Regions from separate parts of the Mus musculus genome. Here region 2 is linked to region 1. A link is a contact called in public promoter capture Hi-C data. All regions are on one chromosome and are shown on one strand. The core of a region is the stretch at or near the end of the contact, and the rest is flanking DNA. Distances in the headings are between cores, read along the strand shown. Region 1 overlaps Sufu (SUFU negative regulator of hedgehog signaling). Region 2 overlaps Wbp1l (WW domain binding protein 1 like).

What was found. Capture Hi-C pulls out chosen DNA fragments and counts their contacts.
Region 2: a contact with region 1 is called in a promoter capture Hi-C map of adipose tissue. The contact joins two enhancer-like sites. A contact is called at or near these places in 2 of 39 promoter capture datasets (hippocampal neurons and liver), 1 of 115 datasets of contacts at active chromatin or transcription factors (pancreatic cancer cells) and 1 of 9 other capture datasets (adipose tissue).

Annotation. Positions count from the first base shown.
Region 1 is chr19:46,483,052-46,487,088 of GRCm38.p6, reverse strand. It overlaps Sufu (SUFU negative regulator of hedgehog signaling), which reads right to left. Exons shown (of 12, transcript NM_001025391.2): 11 at 3,421-3,489; 12 at 1-1,234. The coding sequence ends at 1,145. Among named protein-coding and RNA genes, the nearest start is that of Trim8, 17 kb to the left of the region's middle. Within about 2 kb of position 2,353, at least 152 of the 459 cell types and tissues checked have an H3K27ac peak or open chromatin away from gene starts, as enhancers often do. A contact at or near this core is called in adipose tissue, where this site is marked.
Region 2 is chr19:46,647,453-46,651,652 of GRCm38.p6, reverse strand. All of the region lies in intron 3 of Wbp1l (WW domain binding protein 1 like), which reads right to left. Among named protein-coding and RNA genes, the nearest start is that of Gm36602, 17 kb to the left of the region's middle. Within about 2 kb of position 2,837, at least 35 of the 459 cell types and tissues checked have an H3K27ac peak or open chromatin away from gene starts, as enhancers often do. A contact at or near this core is called in adipose tissue, where this site is marked.

The DNA.
Region 1 (4,037 bases), core at 1,104-3,603:
AAAGGCACTTGCCAGTTCCAGGTCAGAAGTGGGAGCTCTCTCCTCTGCAGCTCACAAAGGTGCCTTCCCTGGGAGGCAGGAAGCTCTGCAGTCCTGGAGGTGACAGCATGGCACCCACAAGAGGGCCAGGCTACAGGAAGAGACAGCGACGGGAGATGGGGACAGAATGGATGTGAGAAAGAGGAAGGGCCACAGGGAGCAGTGTCAGCAAAACCAAAGGGAGAGCTGTGGAGAGAGAGGTTGGTTCTCAGTTTTTCATAAGCTAGACAGCCCAGGGGCTGGGACTCCAAGGGAGGGGGACCAAAGAGCTGGGGGCCCTGAGCAGGAGGATGGGGAGGCAGTGGGCTTTACCCTCTTCTTGGGAGACCTGGTTAGGAAGACATAGCTAGGGCCACGTGTCCTTGAGTCCCTGAAGTCCCCAGAGCCTTGTAGAGACTTACTTCGCTTGGAAGGCAATAGCACACCTTCCAGGCCACAGCCAATCTCTACCCAGGGCTGCATGGAGTATGTCAGCTGTCCCCAGCCTCCTCCAGGGTCCAGAGCTGACAGGCAGCACCAAGCATCTTTTCAGGAAGAGGGCATGTGGGATCTGTGGGGGGGGGGGAGCCCCCAGACCCTTGTCTAAAGGACAATAAAGTTCAGGTAGGAATGAGTCCTATTTAAAAATCACTATGTACATGGCTTCTGCACCATCTTTGCTGAGCAATAAAAATACCATCCGGTTTCCACAAGAAAAAGAACAATCATTCGGCAGGGTGGAGCAGCCTGACTGAGGGAAAGCTGGCTGGGGTTGACCAGGCAGTGCGTCCTCATGCATGTTCTACCCACCAGGCTGTCTGGCAAGGCTGTCCCGTTCCAGGAGCACAACAGTGAGACCTGTGGCAGCAGCGGGTCGGTGTGGAGGGTTTTCAGGTGCATCTCACCCCCTCACTGGCGTGTAGGACAGGGGCCTGGTCACTCGGGCTGGGCTGCTAGGAGTGAGGCCCCTGGGCCCGAGGTGGGTGGGGCCTGGGATGGGTGTGGCACTCTGCAGTCATCCCCACACTTGCCCTTTTATTCATGGGTGTCTCCTTTACAAGCTGTCACACTGGAAGTCACCAGGAGCAGCTGGGCTCCTCTTGGCCCCTGCAGGGCACAGCCCAGGCTAGTGCAGTGGACTGTCGAACACCACGTCGGGGAGAATGGACACTTTGAGTTTCTTCTCAGGCCAGCTGTACTCTTTGGGAAGTTTAAACTGTGAAGAGAACAAGAACAGGCAGAGTGGTGGGTCAGCTGCCTCCTAAGAGTGTCCAGAGAGGCAGCACGCGGGACACCCTGTCCCTAGGCTGCTGGGGACAAGACAGGTGACTGGAGACCTCTCAAAGGCTAGCCTCAGGTTGTGTGTGCGTGTGTGTGCGTGCGCGAGTGCATGTGTCTGGTCTAGGCACTCCTTTCCTCTTGCACGGCCAGTACCTCAGCAGACTGCAGGAGGCATGCTTAGGCTCTTTGCATAGACTCTCTCCTGCTCTTTTCCTTGGTTCTGCCTTGAGCCCAAAACATGTAAGGAATCTCTTCCCTGGGGCCCTGGGGCTGGAGGACAGGGGACCAGCAGGGTGTAGATATTACAGGAAAGGTCTGTCATCGCCATGGACTAGTTCTGAGTCTAGAATCTGTCCTCTGTAGTTTTGTCAAAGGGTCCACAAGAAAGGAGAGCTGTTCAGCCCCCAAATCAGACTTGGAGTGTGACCCCACTGGGAGAAGTTCAGGGTGAAGGTGGTCTGCGTGTCACCACCCACTGCTCCCTGTCACCCTGCTTCCCAGGGCTCTTTGTTCAGAGTGACCCCAGATAACAGCCAGGGCCTTCCAAACTAGGATCAATGACTGTCTTGTAATTTTGCTTCTTTCCCACACCTGGGGTCTTTGGCGAGGAGGAGAAGCTGACTTCTGGTTCCTTCTGGATTCTAGAACCTTGTATGGAGCCCAGCACACAGTGGGTGCTCAATAGATCCTCCCTGACTTGGGTTCCTGCAGAGCTCTTAAGCCCCATTGTCTCTGGGCTAGGCTGGAAGTCAGAGCCAGGCACAGGAGGAGAGAATCATGTTCTGGCCTGCCTGAAGCTGGGCTGGAGGTGGACAAACGGACACTTCCCGGCTGCCTTTTCTCTCTTGGGGGACTGTAGACCCAGGACAAAGTGGAGACTGGGGCAGGGTGTGGGGATGGCCTCTGGACAGGAATGAGGCAGAAGAAGTCATTTTTCGTGACCTACTTTCCTAAGCTCCCCTTGGCTCCTGTCTCTCCTGCCTGGACTGTCCTCTTCCCGCCCACTCAACACCCAAGCTCAAAGCAGCAGCCTGGCAGAACGCCACTGCAGTGTGACAAGACCTCTCCGGAAGCACTTCTGGGCAGCTGGCTTTGGCCTGACTGAATCCGGGAGCTAGGCCTCTGAGGCAGTGACTTGTAGGGGTGACTGGCTGGCACAGAGTGGGTACTTGATAACCTTGGACTATGCAAATGAATGAATGAATCAAGCTGGATCCCTGGGGCAGGGGGAGGGAAGGCTTGGCTCTATTGGGGTGACTGGCTCTGAGAAGTTTCTAACTAACTGGGAGGTGAGGTACTTTGCCCCGAGCACATTAGGGCAATGGAAGGGAAGGGGGTGATCTCTGCCACAGGCAGGGGAGGGTGGGCCAGAAGATCCCTCAGGCCTCGGAGGCTTGCTATTTACCCCACTACCCCATGGATCCTGGGGGCCAGGAAGATCCGCCTGCCTGCTGCCTGGGCGCTGATGGTTATAGGAGAAGGGACTTTCCAAGATGAGGTAAGTCCCTGCAAACGAGGAGGCCAGGAACAAGGAAGAAAAACAAAAGGGATTATAGACTCCATTCCTGCACTCCAGAGAAGGAGCCAAGGAGAGAAATCACCCCACCTGGCCTGCCAGCTCCCCACGCTCTCAGCTAGCCAGGAAGAGGCTGAGGGAGGCAAGCTAGAGCTGGCGAGGGAAGGGAGCGTGGCACTTGGGTGGCCCAAGGCAAGAGCAGGAGTCCCCTCCTGCCCACGAGAGCTCCCAGCGGAATGTTCTCTGGCAGCAGGCACGGGCTTTCTGTTCAGAATCTGCCAGGGAACAGCAGGGGCTGGGGAGAACTCTAGCCCACAGGCCCTGGCTACTTCTTCAATGAGGTTCCCAAGAGCTGGCGATTCAGGGTGCTGGGTGTCCTCACAAGGGTGGGGGCTGGGCAGGGCTGACCCATGAAGCCCAAGAAAAATAAAGTCATTGAACCTTCTCAGGGGTTCCTCTCCAGATTTATGCCTGTACTTCTGAAAACAGTCCACAGATGGGTGAGCGCTCGCACATGCGCACGTGCACGCACGCACACACACACACACACACACACACACACACACCCGGGAGTCCTCTATCAGTGAGAAATGAAATAGGCTCACTTCCTCTGGAGAGGTTAGATCTTCTAAGTCCTCCAACATCTTCTCTACAAACTCTTCTGTCAACAGAATCTGGGAAAGAAAGCAAAAGACAGGGTTTTAATTATTATTATTATTTTTTAATATACAGTCTTTTTTGCCAACTGCAAAGCAAGGGGGGTTTTTTTTAGCTGTGGAGGAGGGATGGCCCAAGGATTAGTTCTAGGGACAGAGGGACGAACTCGAGGCTTCCAGAAAAGACTGCACTCTCGCCCCAACCCCCTCCCCCCCGCTAGGGAAGGGCAGAGAGGGGGGGTGAGGCAGTGAAGGAAGGGAGGGCATCTGGAAGGTGGACAGCGCTGGCCTCGGAAGGGAGCCGGAAGGTGGGCGGAAACCCACCGCTTTGGGCTGTTTGGCCTCTGTGTGTTTCGAGGCAACAGAGAACAGGGAAGCCAAAGGCCGGCCGTGGGAGAGCTCCTGCCACCCTCTTCCTTTGCCTCATCAAGCTCTCGTGTTCCCCTTTTCCCAACCACGCAGGGCCAAAACAATCCGTGTGACTTTGGAGTACAAGCCCTGTCTGCGATCTAGACGAACCCCAATGGTGGATGACAAACCCTGGATCCTATCTCTACCACTAGGGG
Region 2 (4,200 bases), core at 1,588-4,087, 160 kb before region 1:
TGAGATGGCTCAGTGGGTAAAAGCACCCGACTGCTCTTCCAAAGGTCCGGAGTTCAAATCCCAGCAACCACATGGTGGCTCACAACCATCTGACTCCCTCTTCTAGAGTGTCTGAAGACAGCTACAGTGTACTTACATATAATAAATAAATAAATAAATAAATAAATAAATCTTTAAAAAAAAAAAAAAAAAAGAATGTATGTGTGTGCGCGTCTGTGCTGGTGGCCCGGCGTTCAGAGGGCGCGGGCTCTCCTGGAACCACAGTTACACATGCATGAGTGTGAGAGTCCATGTAGGGTTAGGAAAGGAACAGAACCTAGGTTCTGTTTTGTTTTCTTTTTTTTCCCAATTGTTTTATTCTTTTTAGTTATGAAATTAGAGAAAAAAATTCAATTTTAAAAGTACCCTTGACTAGGGGCTGGAGAGATGGCTCAGCGGGTAAGAGCACTGACTGCTCTTCTAGAGGTCCTGAGTTCAATTCCCAGCAACCACATGGTGGCTCACAACCATCTGTAATGGGATCTGATGCTCTCTTCTGGGGTGTCTGAAGACAGAGACAGTGTACTCATATACATAAAATAAATAAATAAATAAATCTTTAAAAAAATTACCCATGACTAATTTTATTTTTACTGGCCTCTTTTTTTTCTTTTCTTAGGTTTCTCCTGTGTAGCCCTGGCTGTCCTAGAATTCACTCTGTACACCAGGCTGGCCTCCAACTCAGACACCCACCTGCCTTTGTCTCCCGAGTGCTACGATTAAAGGCGTGCATCACCACCTCCCAGCTGGCTTTTTTTTTTTTTTTCCAAATGATAAATTTAAAATAGTAGCCTCTCTCTGTGTATGTGTGTGTGTTTGTGTTGGTGCACACATATAATTCAAGCATTCATGAGACTAGCCTGAGATACATTGAGAGATGCTTATTTTTTTAAAAAGGGAGGTGGCGGCTGTGGCAGTGGTTATGCTAGAGTAACTCAGGAGAAAGGACTTGCTACTCTTTTAAAAGACCCAAGTTCGGTTCCAAGGACCCACATTGCCCGTAACTCCACAACTGCCTGTAATTCTAGCTCCTGGAGAACCCACACTCATGTGCACACAACCACACACACACACACACACACACACACACACACACTTAGAATTGGGGTGAAGTTTGGCAGTAGAACTCATGCCTGCTTGGCATGGGTGAGGTGGCTTCTAGGTCCCTAGCACCACAAACCTGGAAATGAAATGAAGTAATAAAATACAGGCTCTATGAACAAAAATAAAGGAGTGTGCGGGCCTGAGGGTGGGCATCTGGAAGCCGCTCTGGCGGAAAAACAGCTTTCTGATCCTAGTTTGTTTTCCCAAATGTGTGCATACTTCTTTATAGTAGAAAGGACTTCTTAGCTGCTATTGACTGAGAAGAGAGATTTTTGCTCTCTGTCTGCTTATTGTTGCGTTTGTTTTGAGACAGGGTCACAGCCCAAGTTGGCCATACTTCCGTCTCTACATCCCAAATACTGGGATTACATTTGTGTTTTTAAATTATTATATAGCTATGGATATGCAGACAGAGGTGTAGCTTCTGCGTGTGTGTCTGGGTACACTCGCGTGCATGCGAATGTGTGTGGCTTTGGGGCGTCAGTCCTAGGCCTCCAGCCCTGGAACCTTGCACCTTTACCTACTGAGATTTCACTGACATACAAGGGGGCACTGGGTCCCCAGGAGCAGGAGTTACAGCTGTGACCTCAACCCCAGTACTGCAAGAGCAGTGTTCTCAGTAACTGAGCAATCTCTCTAGGCCATCACTGTGCCCCTGGGGATTCAACTTGGTACTTCATAATTGCTAAGTGAGCAGACACCCCGAAGCTCTCTGCTCTTGTTCTTCACCCCCACCTTACAGGTCAACATGAAAAGTATATCCCTTCCTTCTCTAGAAAATCAACATTAATGTTATTTTTTTTCTTGAATCATTTCCCCAGTATTTCCTCATTCTCTGTATTTTCTGTGCTCTAATATATGTGATCCAAGGCACTATTCTCAGCTATTGCTTTAAACATAACTGTTACGTAAAGAAAATCTCAGCCAGCTGTAATGACACAGGCCTGCAGGACAGAGGCAAGACCTCCAGAGCTCAGAATCAACCTGAGCTGTATAGGGAAACCCTGCCGTGTCAGACAAGAGAAACGCCACGTGCTGCTTTCATGTACACCAAAAATTCCTGATTCTCTCGCTTTGGGTGCATGGGTAGGTCTGAACTTCCTGGCCTCTATATGCTTGGGGGAGGCTAACTAAAGCTACCTATTGACAGAACTTAAAAGCAGCGTGTCGTTTAGTGACAAGCATGCTTCTTGTGTGAAACCTTCCATCAGCCCCCACTGGTATTCCAGACAGTCATTTCTGGCTCTAGACTATGAGACATGCCCCCGTGGTAACAAAGCCCCCATTCCACCTTCATCGGACACAGCAAAAGTGAGGAAGAAGCCCGTTGGTTTCGGCTGCTAGGATTCTGGACATGTTTGTTCCTGCAGCAAAACCTAGCCCATCCTGACTGCCACAGTACGCACTACAGGGTTTTCCATGTGCGATCTAAGGATTTATCAGGAATTGTTCTCACTGTTGTTTATTCTGTGCTCACACACAGTACATGTATAAAGTCAGAGGACAACTTAGTGGAGTTGAGTCTCTCCTGCCACCAGGACAGTCCGGATCAGAAGTTACCACCGAAACCGTCTCCTAGAACTCAGGAGCGAGCAAGCTTAAAGAGATTCTTCACCTAAAACAAGACTGAGGTCCACTTCGCTCAAGTACCGTAGGAAAGGCTTCCTGTTTTTTCAAAAACCACAAATTCGACAAATGAGGAAGAACAGCAGGCCGCAAAATCCAGGGCCTCGTGCATGCTGGGACGCACGTGCATGCCCGAAAGTGCCCGGAAGACGTTCCCATGCCCTGGCCCACATTCTCCCACTTGATATGAGAAGGAAAACCTTCTCTACTGCACACCAGCTGTGTGATGTCACATGTGACTCTAACTGGGTAAGCACCTCTCAGTCTCAAACATAAGACCACAGGAGAGTCATCTGTGTGGATCTACACAAGGAAAAATACAAGGTCTTGTAGCACACTGGGTGTCAATCTAGGGATGGGAAAACGGACAACAACCTGGTCCCGTCTGGTGGGAAGGCAGACAGATGACAGTCTGATATGGCCTACACAAACGGGGCTGTCCCGGGAATTATGCCAGGCAAGGCTATAAACTGGCTGTGAGCAGGGGTGGGGTATTGATTAGTCTCAGTGAGGTTGGACCAAATTTTAATATTTTAGCTACATTTCAGAAATACAGAGATAGGTTCTATTATTTTTGTCTTTGAGACAGGTGTTGCTATACAACTGTGGCTGGCCTCAAACTTGGGGCAATTCTCTACTCTTATGTTCCCCAAACACACACACACCAACCTAGATAACGCCCACCACACTTCCCGCCCAAGTTATGACCTCGTGGTGTGGAGCATTTGTCATGCTAAGCTAAATGAAAAACATGTTTTTAAAAACAATCACAGTCCCATGTAGGAACTGAGTCATGTGCCCTAGAGTTCAGGACAGACTTGGGAAAATGTCACTCCTCGGCTGGCAAGAAACTCCCCACCAGGGAGCAGGCTCACACTGCAGAGACTTAGCCCCCCTTGTTCCCATGGCCCCGACAGTTCCCATCAGGAACTCCTGCCCTGATGCTGTTTAAAAATCTTTGAATTTGGAAAACGAATTTTTATAGTGTCATCTGAACTATAAGGCGACAAACTTGCCTATAGGGTGACCACGGCTACGCAGGTTCAAACTCCAGATAACCCGTGATCTTTGGGATTCTGTTGCTATTCCCCGTGTATGTAAGACGGGGAGAACAATGGTCTCACCCAAGTTAACACACACGTGGAACACTCCCCGCCGTGACTGTCCGTGTACCGTGCTGTCTCTGGCTTGTTGTTATAGCTGTTGAATTTACAGGCATAAGCACAGATGGGACGGATTTCCTTGAAACCCTCCTTTGACCCCTCCTCTAGAATTATTCCATAAAAAACGTGGGTTAGGATCAAGTCCAGGGTCTGCCTCTAGGTTCTGTTCTTGGCAAAATTCTGGGGAAAAATCAGGCAACTCCTATTTATTGAGGCCCTGCCATGAACAAGATGCTGTGTCCACTGATATGGGCTGCCTGGCTGACCA